Linked DNA regions of Gossypium arboreum: all the other regions are linked to region 1. The links are chromatin contacts, called in public Hi-C maps. All regions are on one chromosome and are shown on one strand. The core of a region is the stretch at or near the end of the contact, and the rest is flanking DNA. Distances in the headings are between cores, read along the strand shown.

Region 1 (4,642 bases), core at 812-3,311:
CTTGCAGAAGAACCCGGTAAGAATTAAATACCAGTTAACTGGTTCCCAGATAATCTGTTAATTGACGTTATAACAAACTTATCACAAGCAAATTTACCAAATAAGTACCTCCAAATTCACATTTACTCCTATTAGCTTGACCATACTTTATGTCCCCAAAACAAGGGATTATATGCTTTCTTAAATTCAAAAACCAGAGCTAATTGATGACTAAAACATGAAACTAAGAAAAATTATCAGTGTCGCGGACTATCTTCATTGAAGGAAGCACGATTGCAGCCACCGGATTACCCTCCAATCCTCCGCCTTCGTCAATGATCAATCTAAGACCTTCTATGTGAAGTTTCCCATGGTGACCACTCACCAAAATTGTTTCAGTTAGCTCCTGCATGATATTCAACACCAACACTTGCATCAGTCGACTTCATGTCATGAGAATCATTTTATTAAGTGAGCGCATGGATACCAAAGATGAATATGAGTTGTGTGATGGGCTGTGAACCATTCGTTACCTTGGGGATGTCCCAAACATCCTTTCTCCCACTGAGATCTGTGACCTTGGGCACACGAGCATCCCTGGCTTTCAAAAATTCCAGCTGCTCTCGGACATTTTTACCTCTCTCTAAACCAGCATGTACAGCAATTAATTTACAATGCTTAACTCCTTCCTGTGTCTCAATACAGACATCATCCTGCAGAAATTGCACGCTGAAAACACTAAGTCTCCACTTTCACTTTGTATAGTTAAGACTATAACAATATAGCTAACCTGCATAACATTGTTACAGGAGACTGCATATTTGCTAGTAACTTTGTTTTGCAATTCACTGTTAAAAGTATTTTTGGCACATTCTGACCACACAGTATTCTAAATGCCAAGAAGAGCAAATAGATGAGAAGTTGAATTGAAGGAATACCTCTTCATGAACCCAAGCCATATCTGCTAGAAATTTCTTGTGGTCTTCTGGAACAGCCTTCATCAACTCTTGGACATCAAAAATAAATCATGGTTTTTGTTAGAATAAGATCAATTAAATCCATATTGAAGATTAAACCACTAAAAATTCTGCCAGTCAAACATAACATACACTACTGAAAACCATCAATCTAATACTATCATTCCTTCCTTCAAAAGCATACAACCAAGTATCATAACATAAAAGGAATCGACCCAATACTTGGATCATACCTTCCAAAATCTCAACTAAAATTGCATGACTAAGGACCAAACGCAACAACCACTTCAAAAATGAACACCTAAGAGTATTAATCTCTATATACCAATGAATTAAATCCATACAAGAAAAAGGAATAATCCAAACACCCAAAATTAAATTAAAAAAATGAAAAAGCATGCATTACCAGAAGATCCATGAGAAACTCCATAAGATTCAAAGGTAGGAGCAGCATCATAAATTGAGCCTTTGTAATCAATCCCTTTGGCAGCATTAAACTTAGCCTTTATCGAACCACCCCATCTCCTCCCTTGCAAATGCATCTTTTCATACCCTTCTCCCTTGTACCACCCTTCTCTTTCCTCATTATCAGCATACTCCTGCCATGTCTCCTTCGCTTCAAACTCACCTGCCAACGCCCCCACAAACCCGCCGAAAGCAAAGTCATGGTTTCCCGATAAAAAAACATGCTTCTGATTTGGATATCGCTTGGGCAAGGTGATTAAAAAATCCATCACTTTGCGCGTGTCGGGTCCACGGTCACAGTAATCGCCTAGGAAGATAACGGTGGCGGTGTTGAAGGAGTCAGGGTCGATTTGGGATCGGAGGTTGGACCAAAGATTGAGGAGTTTGGTGAGGTAGCCATGGATGTCCCCTACGCAGATTACAGTTCTAGGTTTGTTGTTGGGATCTGTCATTCCCTTTTTGATAGAAATCAAAAGGGGTAAGCAAAAAATTGGAACAGTGAATAGTTGATCCTTTGTTTCTCCGGGTTTGGTCGGGAATCCGGGAAGTTATCAGTTTCTGTAACTGTTTTCTTTTTAATGGAAATAAACGATTCCATATTCATAGGAGTTACCTCAATTAAGCTAAACTATCAAAATAGTAATTTGATTCATATTCCATTTTAATCCCCTATATTTCAAATATTAAGTTTAGTCCCTTGTAATTAGTGTAACTGTAAGCATATATGGCATATTAAATTATCATTTTAAATAAAAATTTTACGTTAAATTCTATCATTTATCCATATATTTTTTCATTTTAATAATTTAAATTTTTTCTTTTATGTTTTTAACTTTTTCTTTTTTTTTATTTTATATTCTCTTATGCTTCTTCCTCTAGTTTTTTTCCTTCTTCATTTCTTTTAACACATTTTTTCTAGCAAAGTGGGGCTAACAATACAACAATTAAGAACAAACTCAAACAACAAGGAAATTGGGGTGGAAAAGAAAAAGATTGATTTGGATAAAGGGGTTTTACGAGTATTGGTTTAGATAACCAAACATCCGAAAAAAAATTTGATTGGAAAAAGGTATTAAACTATTCACATCCCTAAACTCATTTTTAACACTTGTAGATATAAGGAAAGGTATCATCAACCCCTCGATAAACAGAAAAACGAAAGACTCCACCCAAGTAAATTGTGTATCACAAATCCGCCAGAATTAGTACGCGCTCATATAGGCTCAGTTCATTAATTTTTACCAAGGGAACGATCTGGTACAATATGTAAGCCCAAGACTCCGCCAACACCTGTAGGCAAGAAACTGCCATACGTGGAAATTACGAATCCACCATTCGCACTAGGGCGGTTTAAAGACCCTTAAATACCTAAAGGTAAGCTAGATTACTCAAATGAGTGGGGATATTTGTCTTTGAATTGAGAAGAAGGATTCCCTAATATGGATAGGTTTCCTGAAGACTGCTCTTAATCACCACGAGAGAAAATTTTGAGAACGAAATCTTCTTTAAAGGTGGGGTAGTTGTCACACCTGGCCCCCTAAGTATCCAACATAAAAAAAAAGCCCGGGAGCCAATTTGATGAAAAAGGGAATTTGAGGGCTTTAATGAGATATTTAGAAAACTTGAGTGGCTAGTTATGGGATCATTAAATTTCAAATCTAGTTTAGTTAGATTGAAATCAACTAATTCCATAGTAGGAAACATAATAATTAGGATTGAGTGGCGGCAATGGTCTATGGAGACCATACCGATGGAGTATATATATGTGTATGTATGGGAACATAATTCCTCTTAGTTCTAATTCCAAAATATTTCTCTCTAAGCATTATCTTCTTCATTAGCCCTAAAGAAGAAGAGGATATAGTTGAAGGAAGTTTTTCATGTTGCAACCATAATGCTAATTTTAAGTCTAGAAGTAGAAAGATTGGGAAATAGTAAGTTTCCTTATTCCTTTAAACTTATGGATTGAAGAAAATGAGTAGTAAGAATCCTATAAGATTTTGTATAATTATAAATTTTGGGTTCTAAAGTTGTTTGTATACAAGTAAATCGATAAAGGGTTGTTATGCTTAACTGTCAAGACGAAAAATGCTGTGATGTTTGGACAAGCTAAGTTGTTAATGACAAGGAAGCAAGGTGAGTTTCTACCTCCCTTTTCTGGTATGCTGTGTGTTTAGCATGAATGTGCATTAATTCTAGAGTGAGTCCCATGATGATGCATGTTTTCTATTGCATGTGAATGGTTGTCTTCTAGAGGTTAAGTAAGTTATGTGTATCTGTCAGCATTATGTTATGAAAGCCTTGTAATGTTTGTTTGTTTATGGTGAGACATGAGAGGGGGTTATTAAAGGGTTTAGGTGAAGTTAGGACGGGAAAAAGGTGTGACTCTATAGATACCGTCATACGGTGTCATTGTGTGCACCCGTGATATGCGAAGCTCCAAGCCTTGTGGAGGAGACACTACGATGTTCAAGCATCAAAGTTAGGACAATAAATGGAGGAATGGTTGGAATATAACAGAAAAAGTGAATAAGAAATATCATGGCCAGGCCATGGGTCTGATCGGAGGCTATACGCCAAAAATGAGTAAGACCATAAATGAAAGATGTTATGGAATCATGATAGAAATGAGTAAGACCATTGCTAAAAAAAGCTATGACATCATATGAAAGCGCGCCAGAATGGTAAATAGGACTAAGATCATAACTGAAAGACGCTATGACATCCTTTAGTAGTCCATCGGGATGATAAACATGGTTTATATTGTGTAAGACCATAATTGAAATACGTTATGGCATCATAGATAGTCCGTCGGGACATTAAACATGGATAGTTTGCCAGGACAGTAAACATGGGGATCCCAATATGTAAGTCCATATTTAGACTATGACAACCAATGGAATCTGTCAGGACATTAAACATGGTGTATACTGTGTAAGTCCATAACTCGGTTATGGCAACATAGAGAGTCCACCAAGATAGTAAACATAGTGCGACCTGTCAGGTTAAAAGACTTGGGAACTTCCACTAAGACCTTTAACTTGGGGTAAAAGAGTGAAAAATCGTAGCTCAGTTGCATCATCATGAATACTCAGCAGATAAGTAACACCCCTAACCTGTATCCGTAGCCGGAACAGGGCTACGAGGCATTACCAATCAATTACAACATACAACATACAATTCTCATACATGAATCTATTATCACATAAAAATTAATCATA
Region 2 (4,642 bases), core at 636-3,135, 320 kb before region 1:
CTTCCATTCCTTCACTATCTACATTATGAATTACCTATAGCAGAACCATAAAGAGATAAGGACTTTTACTCTTTGCATTTGATTTAGTTACCTAAAATGTAGAACTTCAAAGATAAAAGTAAAACTAAGAAAATGCCATTCTTCAACCTTAGTCCTCAGCTGCTCAACTTTTATGTCCGTTTACTATAATTTTTCTTCCAAAACAGTAATTGTTCAGAATCAGAGTCACAAGTTTTCAAAAAAAAAAAAAAAAAGAGGTTAAAAACTGTTTTAGAGAACCAACAAGCTTGAATGACTTCATCAAAGATAAAAAAAACCAAGAACATACCGTTCCCAAATATATCCTTATATGTTGTTTATTATAATTTTACTTTCAAAAGATCCGGAGTTCAGACATAGAACCACACGAATCAACAGGCTTGAATGGCACAAACACCATCCCAGAATTTCATTTTCCAAATTTACTCCCAAGTATAAAATCATGAAAATTCAACTGCACTCAATCTAAAAGAAAAGAGTAATATTTCTGTAAATTCAAAACACAGTACGCATTATTCTCAGAAAATTGCAAACCTGAGGATCATCTGAAATAGTGCTAGGACTTTCCAATTGATCTGTCATGGGTGAAGAAGCATCACCCTGACCACCGGGATCAAGCACTTTCTTGGATGCAGCAACGGTTAAGGATGAGAAGGCTGAATAAGAAGAAGACTTTTCTATAAAGATCCTCCCTACAAGCAAGCATCAAATCAATTCTCCACATATTGTGAAGCCAATGTCTATAAAAGCAGTCACCATTCATAGAGAACTCTTTTTCCAGTACTAAAATTATACTAACAAATTCAGATCCGTCTTCATTACAGAAGAAGAGAAATCAGAATCAACAGCCATAACGGGAAACTCAGAAAATAAAGGAAATGATCCAACCATGACTTTTGACAATAGGCTGATGATGCAACAAATTATACGCCTATAACTCTTTTAATAGTTATGATTTTATTTTCTGCTTAAGGTTCCCTAACTGCGAAATTAAATTATCGTCCTTTTTTACAGTTCCTTCCATATGCAATTATTAGTTTTTCATTTCATAAACCAGAAACTTCGTTGCAATTTTTTTTATTGCAACAAGTTCAGCGGTAACATTTTGAACATGCTGATCAGTTGTTCAACAATCCATGTTTCTTCCAATATTAACAAATCACCCGTTGGCGATCGCGATAGCCATAGCGTGCATCAAAGAATATTTAAATATTCATATTTTAACTATAAATTTCATTAAAGGACAGAATATTTGAATTCTTTTCGTTTCTTCGTATGGATCATCTACAACTCGGAACTCCTTTTCGCCATTGTTTCCAACTTTTTTTTCTTAAATAAATCAAGCATTATAGTTTTGAGTGATAAAACTTGCTAAAGCTAACCGATTACTGTTTCATAATAATTTTTTTTTGTTAATAGGAAAATGAAAACAAGATTAGATCAGTTATAGAAAAATAGAAGAAGTTACGAAAGTTGGAGCTGAACAAAACAAAATATATAAAGAAAATAGAGAAGAGAAGGGAGGCTGAATACGAGAAAAGTGATGCTTCTTCAACAAAAGCGACAAACTGCAACTCGTAGAAGCGCCATTGAAGCTTGACGCACAGTACCTGTAGACTGGAGACACACGAGGAAACCGTAAACCAGATACACTAAAAAGCATTATTTTTTCACAGTTTCTTTTTTTACTTTTTCTGATTCGGAAGGTAGTAAAGGAGAGGAAAAGTGTTTTTTTCTTTAAAAATAAAATACAGATCCGTGGGAGAGAGAGAATGAAGAGCAAATATCGGCAATGAGTTACACTGAGAAAAGCGTGAAATATGAATGAAAAATCTAAAATCAAAATTGAGGGAACTAAATTAAATGAATGGGGAATGCTACATGTGCCGTGGAGAATTGCATGGGAATGGGTGATTTGGACTGTGGGACCTACCTAGTATTCATTATCATTTATCGGCCGTTCATCTAACTCATTCGATCTTTTCATGAAATTGGAACCGTTAACCGATGCCTTAGTCAAGTGGGTTCTGCTTAATAAGCAATAGACAGGAACAACGGCTGGTGAAACCACTGTCATCATTTCCATTACTTTATTACTAGTTTTCAAAGTTGCATGATGAGGGAGCTAAACAAAATCAAGATGGTCGTAATTCCCAAAGCCAAAAAAGATGTGTATAAATTTGGGCCCATAAATTACTGCAGCTTTTCATATAAAATTATTTAACATACTTGTTAGTTGGATTAAAACATTTTATTGGAAAGTTAATTACATCAAGAATCTTTGTATGGCCCTAATGGATGAGACTTCTTTAGTTTCTGACATGATTAATGACTATAATATTTAGGAATGGGGTAAATTTGCCGGTAATAGTAGTTAGAAGGCTCTCTTACATATACACGGCACTTCTATTTTTTTTCTAGTTGGGGTTGATATTTGTAAGTGGACATGGTTAGCATTGAGTAGTGCACTGTCTTGGTTGCTTATCAGCAACTTGTCTAGGATGAATGGGACTCTAAGGATCATGCTTGGAAGGTGATGTGGTCATATAAAGGACCCTAGTAGATTCATCAATTTCATTGGTTGGTATGATAAGGGAGGCTTTATAATAATGTTGCTCGTCTAAGAAAGGTATGGTTGTAACACTTCTTATCCGTCTCGGCGTATATTATGAATGGGAGGTACTATTAAAGCACTTTTCAAATCATAGTAAAAAAATTCTTTTAATAAAATACCATTTGACAACTTTATAAAAGTCATAAAACAATTCCCAACATTTAAAAAAGTATCAATTATGATTTGAAATCATTTTGGGTAATTAGATACATATTAGGACTTATTTAAATTCTAAGCCAAGTGTTTGAAGCTTATCGGCGTAAAATGAAATCATTTGAATTGAAAGAAATAAAAATTTTACTAAACTTGAAACTTTAAAACATTTTTATAAAATCATTAATTCAATTTTAGGACAATTAAAAGTCTTTAAATACAATTAAAATCATTTTGAAGATGCTAGGAGGTCGTTGAGACCCAAAACAGAACTCAGAAAGTCAAAACGACTCAAAACAATGCAGTTGCTTGAGTCTAAGGCACTTGTTGTGGTACAAGTCCATAGATGTACCAATACAAGTCCCTGGACTGTAGCAATTTGGATTGTGTTTGCCTTGTTGTGATACTACTAAGCCCAAGTATTGATACTAAGGCCTTCAACTAAAAGTTTGTTCTAAAACACTCCAAAACATATCCAAACATCACCATAACATTTCCATATGTTCCAAAACATTATTGTTAAATATGACTCCTATTTTTAGTCAAATTTGAGAAATAATATTTCAGTTAAACTCTGTTTATTTGTTTCAATCAAACACTGATTCGTTTAAATTATTTTATTATTATTTGACCTATGAATTTAGCCTATAAATAGGCTCTTTTAGAAAAAATAGCGGAATAAATTGAGAAATTGAACACACAAATTTAACATTGAAAAATCCCTCCAAAGAGGATAAAAAACCACAGGCAAAGATAATTTTACTATAATGGCAAAAGAACAAAGAGTACAAAAGATGGAGATAAAAACTAAACCTCGAAAACCCAAAAACAAAGAACCTCAAAACATAAACACAAAATTCTCTAAATGTGTTATGAGTTCTAATATCTAATGGGTGTATTTTCTAATGTTGTAAAAAAGCCTATTTATAGGCTAAATTCATAGGTCAAATAATAATAAAATAATCTAAACTAATTAGTGTTTGATTGAAACAAATAAACAGAGTTTAACTGAAAGATTATTTCTCAAATTTGATTGAAAATAGGAGTCACATTTAACAAATCTCCACCTTGACTCATATTTCCACAACACCATCTTTGCCAAAGCCCTCCACGAGCTTATCTTGAACTATCTAGGGAATTAACTTAGTCGAATTTGTGCTTAGAAACTGGAAGACTTCTAACCTTTGACTTGTACACTACCAAATCAAAACTAACCCGAGTCTGATTTTCACGAACACAGTGCCCTAACTTTTCAAAACCTGCATCCAAAAGAGAACCACTCTTCAATGAAACAGTCATACATTTTTCCCTCCTATGACCAAGTTGCCTCTACTCCAAATGAGTTGACTTCGACTCCATAACGGACGAGGGACGTCCGATTTCACCGGTCACTGTAGAACCTTCCAGAATATAAAGACTATTGGTTCTTTTACCTTTTAATAAAATGAGAGCTCCACAAGATACTTTAATGCCGCTCGACTTGATGTCAATTCTACATCTTTTCAAGTCTAAAATACTCAATGAGATGAGATTCTTTCGTAAATCAAGTACATACCTAACATCTGAGAGTGTCATAATCATCCCACTGTGTATCCTAATTTTAACAGTACCAATACCAATTACCTTACTAGATGAATCGTTCCCATGCACATAAGTCCACCTTCAGCTGAACTGTATGTGGAGAACCATTCTCTATCGGAACACATGTGGAAATAACATCCCGAATCTAGGATCCACTCGGACATGAGGTTGAAGTTATCGCTCCTTAACACTAATAAGAAATCATCACGTTTTCATCGGCCAAATTAGCACCAGCTACATCTTCCTCGTTACTCT
Region 3 (4,642 bases), core at 1,544-4,043, 290 kb after region 1:
TTCAATTGTAAGTCTAACAACTTAAAATTATTTTTTTTTAGCTTTGATTTGCTTCATCAATGGTTGCCAGCTTAAGTTATCAAAAAAATGAATTACTTATCATTGAGAGATATCGTGTTCTTAAGTCATTGGAAGTATTAAGGAAAACAATATATTTAAGGATTGTGTAGTTTAATAATAAACAGAAACTTTTTTAAAATATATTTTTGTTTTTATTTCTATTTAGAAATTGAGTATTAAATTATATTATCATGTAAAAGATAGGACAAATTAGGTGAAGAGCTAAAATTTTCAATTTTAAAATTATATTGAGACAATGTATAAAAAATTAAATTTATTATTATGTTAATTTGAAAAATTATCAAGTCATCTTTCCGGACTAAAAATGAAAAGACTTTAAGGAAAAAAAAATTTGTGACGGTTGGATGGTATTAAATTGAATTCTTAAATGAATGGGACCTCTTTCCCTAAGAATGCAGATATTTTGATAGAAACAGATAATTAATTAGAAATATTTGACACAAATCACTCATGGAACCAAAAATAGCACCAAAATTTCCGAAAAATCATTCTAATTGTAATTGTAAATGTAATTGATAATTTTTTTGGCATAAGAAAAAAAAATTAGTTTGGGGAACATGGCATGCACAAATGAGGACAAGACAAACATAGCAACAATTAAGAAACCAAACAGCTTATTTCCTAGAGGGTCAATGGTAGCTCTCGACTTAAAGGAAGCTAGGGAGAATTGGGCCACACCACACTACTTATAAGCCGAAGAGCCAACAGACAAAGACCAGACTGGCCCCTTAACTCTCAGTTTCATCAGCAACATTCTTCCCTGCATCCACAAGTATGCACTTCATATTATCAACCAGCTCCTGCATTTGTTCCCTTGAATGCAACGGCGAAGGATAAACGCAAATGCAATCCAGTCGCCCATCTCGTATGGTGTCGAATATCGCGATGGACGGCGCGATGCCATGAGCGGAAGCGCATCCCATATAGTCCTCTACGCCGACTTGATTTTGCTGGTCACTAGACTCATCGATCACCTTATCCTCGAACACCGATATCAAACATGATCTCAATGAGGCAGATGGAGTCAAGCCAGGGTTCTCCATGGCCCTGCACATTAAGAAATTCAGATCTGCCATGTCTGACAAGTGCTTGTTGCAGCTCTTGTAGTGTGTAAATACGGTGTACACTTTCTCTGCTAGCTCCCAAAGCTTCTCTCCTCCTTTAATGGCGTGCGTGTTCAGAATAGCTGAGTGGTAAAAACCTAGAGAAAAAAAAAAAGAAGATTTTAAAGAAATGGTATCAAGTGAGACGCTTTCCTTGTTTGGCATGGAATTTAAGACATGGAACTTTGGTTGGGTCTTGGGTCTTTTTCTCCTTCAAATAAGGAAAGTTACTTACACCATTGAAAATGGCAGGGTCAGGCAGCATCGTCTTACTGGTTTTATATCAGAGAAATAAGGAAAAGAAAGATTGTACTTGGTGGGGTCAAGTATGAATTAGCCATCATAAAAATAGATCCAGGACGAAATTCATTAATAAAAGAGATTTAAAAAAGATATTATCAATAGTCAATGATAATACGACCGATAACATGAGAACTTTGATTTAGACAAGTTGAAAACAAGAGGTTTATAAGGAACTTAATTACCGAAATGGTGATTGGAGAGCGGAGGTTCAAGAATTGAGCGGCAATCTGTGAGTGTTACAACGCCATATTTCTTCTTTTGATGATCTGAACGGCTTTTAGAACTGTGTGCAGCAATCAGCCCGGCAGCTCCTAATGCTCCACATAACTTAATCCCTCTTGCCTTGCAACCCTGAAATGTTGATTTTTTAAGCACTAATTTTAAGGCATGTTTAGAAGCTTGAAATGGATACTTACAGTCAAGATCTTCTGAGTGTCATCAGGGTTGATAAGCAACCTCACTACCTGAGTAGATCTAGGAGATTTGGCATCTTTGAACCTCAAGTTCGTGAACCTTAAAGAATTAACAGAGTAGCTTAGCATGTCCACTCCTCGTGCCCAAAGTGTTTTCTTAACAATCCCTTTAGGAAGAAGATCTTCCATGGCCAAACTGATCTCTCCTTTGTTCATCGTAATTTCTTTTTGACCTTGCTGAAACCCTGTTTCCTCCTCCTCAATAGCCATTAACGTCAACAACTCTCTCAGCAACGACACCGCCGTGGTCCGGTCACAAGCAGCCGCATGTAGGCGGAGCACCAACACCCACCTTGTTGCACCAGGCAAGGCGTAAACACTGGCGAAAAACACGTCGTGTTTGATCGTACATGAAGAACTAACCCAAGCGTTTTGGTTAAGTTCGTGTTCGAGAATCAAATGAAGGGGTGAGATGTTTTGGTTGTTTTCAAGGATTTGACATGTTGTAGAATGGTTAAAGTACTTGATTTCAATGAAAGGGGAGGGGGAGGTAACGAAGGAGTAACTGTTGGCAGTAGGACTGTAATGGAGGCGAGACCTAAGAATGGGATGGGAAATTTGGAGCTTGTGGAGGGCATTTTTAAGATGTGAAACATCGGGGGTTTTGGAAGAAATGATAGCCAAAACGGCTATCCCGGTTCCCCCGACCACCGCTCGGCACCAGTTGTGCTCGGTGCCGCCAACTGCTCGACTTTGGGTGGACATGTATGTAGTAATGATAGCAGCTGTGGTAGAGTAATGGTATAATAATAGTAGCGGTGCTGAGGGGATATTTTTACTGCTCCCTCTGCCTTTGCTTAGTTTCGGTGAGCAAGTTGGACATTTATATATAGGGGAATTAAATGAATGCTGCTTCTCATTGGGCGGGTAGAGGCAGAGTTAAATTTTCTTGACATAAATTTATAAAATTCTAAATACATAATTTTTAAAAGAGTCAAAATGTTTACCACTAATGATTTGCTACCAGGAGAGATACATAAACTATAAAAATGGAGGTCCTTAATTTCTAATTTAATTTACTCTTTATATTATTTATTAGTATAAATAGGTAAATCGTTAATATTCTTATTATAATGGGCACGTAGCTTTCTATTTTTCTGAGTTTATCTTGTATTTTTTTTATTCTTACATTATAAAATAATGGTCAAAATTTAATTTTGATTCTTATATTATGTTAAAACTTGACATTTAGTCAATATATTTTAATTTTTAATATTATTGTGTTCCTTTACTTTAAATATCATTAGTTAATCTAAATAATCAATATTGTTAATTATTCAATTAAAATGTTGGTGTCAATTTTCTTAAAAATACTACAAAAAAAATTTATCATGATAAGTTTAGACAGGAGATCCTAAGAAAAAATTGTAATAGTGTTTTCTACATTTTTTTATTGTTTACATGACTTTAGTTTTAAATTAGAAAAATAGAAACTAAATTCTGAAAATAAAAGTGGGAAACCAAAATATAAGTATACAAAGTGCATAAAGATTTAAAGCATATTTTAACCTTTAAATTTTTACTCTATAATTTATTTGACACAAAATTAAGGTATCCACTGTTGGTAGTAATAACTAATTTTCTCACCACGAATGCTCTCCAACGAGATAAACAACTGGCCATGAAATGTGATGATTCCCATATGCAAGTATCAAACCCCTATTTTCATGGCTAAAGAATGAGATAAGTAACCACAACTTTCAATATACTTTGATTAATTAAATTATTTAAAGAAAAAATAACAAGTCATCCCTCGTGTCCGCAAAGCCATAGCTAGAAATGGCAAGGGCCCCGCCCCGTAAAATGAAAAATTATTATTTAGGCTATTTAAAAATTTAAAAATTTTAAATTAGTAAAAGTAAAATTATACTTTGGCTCTCCTAAAATTATAAAATTCTATTTAATCTTTTAAAATTATAAATATATAGACTATAAAAGTTAAAATTTTATTTTCTCCTAAAAAAGGTTGAATTTGAAGTTAATTTGCTTATGAATTATGATGCATTCAATAAGATTGTAATTTTAATATAGATGATTCGGGAATACAAATTTTTCGATTATTTTCTCAAACCTTGGATTAAAAGATAATTTTCCATTTCATCTTTTCAAATTATTTTACTAAAAACACATTTCTTATATTGATTCCTTCGGACCAAACAGATTTTAAACTTATTTTCATATTATTTTAACTTCACATACATTTATAGTAGAGTAGAGGGTTTTTCTCTTCTTTTTCCCAACGTTTATTAACGACCCCCATCTACCTTCTTCCTTTGGTGAAAATTAATTTCTTGAATTTGCTAGTCTTATGTGTTAACTAATCAACCCAATTTCATTTATTGTGCTTTTACGTTATTCACCCCTAAAAAATGGTTTTACATTACTCCAACAAATTACCATTTTTAGACAACAAAAATATTAATAATGACAACTCTATGATATTTAAGATACATGTGTTTAATTGAAAATATGTCTTCTTTTATGTTTGTTTAATAAAAAATAGATTAGTTCGACGACTTACAAGTTAATAGAAAATAAATTATTTCTTTTTATAAAGTTTAAATTATTTTCCAAAAATAGCCCTTTATGAGCAATGTTATATTTATATAAAAATTAACTTGAATAATTATAGTGATAATATTTTCTTAATTTTAATTCTTAAAAATATTTAAAAATTAATAT

What was found. A called contact is a pair of places that touch in the nucleus more often than the background predicts.
Region 2: a contact with region 1 is called in a Hi-C map of leaf, with 6 times the contacts expected there. The contact joins the promoter of LOC108467146 here to the promoter of LOC108458324 in region 1. A contact is called at or near these places in 2 of 5 Hi-C or Micro-C datasets (both in leaf).
Region 3: a Hi-C map of leaf shows a contact between it and region 1, with 2.6 times the contacts expected there. The contact joins the promoter of LOC108480151 here to the promoter of LOC108458324 in region 1. A contact is called at or near these places in 2 of 5 Hi-C or Micro-C datasets (both in leaf).

What each region holds. Positions count from the first base shown.
Region 1 is chr4:87,327,933-87,332,574 of ASM2569848v2, reverse strand. LOC108458324 (tyrosine-protein phosphatase RLPH2-like) reads right to left here and starts at 2,061. Exons shown (of 4, transcript XM_017757677.2): 1 at 1,363-2,061; 2 at 918-985; 3 at 513-692; 4 at 1-385. The coding sequence starts at 1,873. The coding sequence ends at 224.
Region 2 is chr4:87,651,726-87,656,367 of ASM2569848v2, reverse strand. LOC108467146 (1,4-alpha-glucan-branching enzyme 2-2, chloroplastic/amyloplastic-like) reads right to left here and starts at 1,885. Exons shown (of 22, transcript XM_053027346.1): 1 at 1,573-1,885; 2 at 574-731; 3 at 1-34. The coding sequence starts at 1,702.
Region 3 is chr4:87,042,986-87,047,627 of ASM2569848v2, reverse strand. It overlaps LOC108480151, which reads right to left and starts at 2,793. Exons shown (of 3, transcript XM_017783044.2): 1 at 1,904-2,793; 2 at 1,670-1,838; 3 at 556-1,282. The coding sequence starts at 2,665. The coding sequence ends at 810.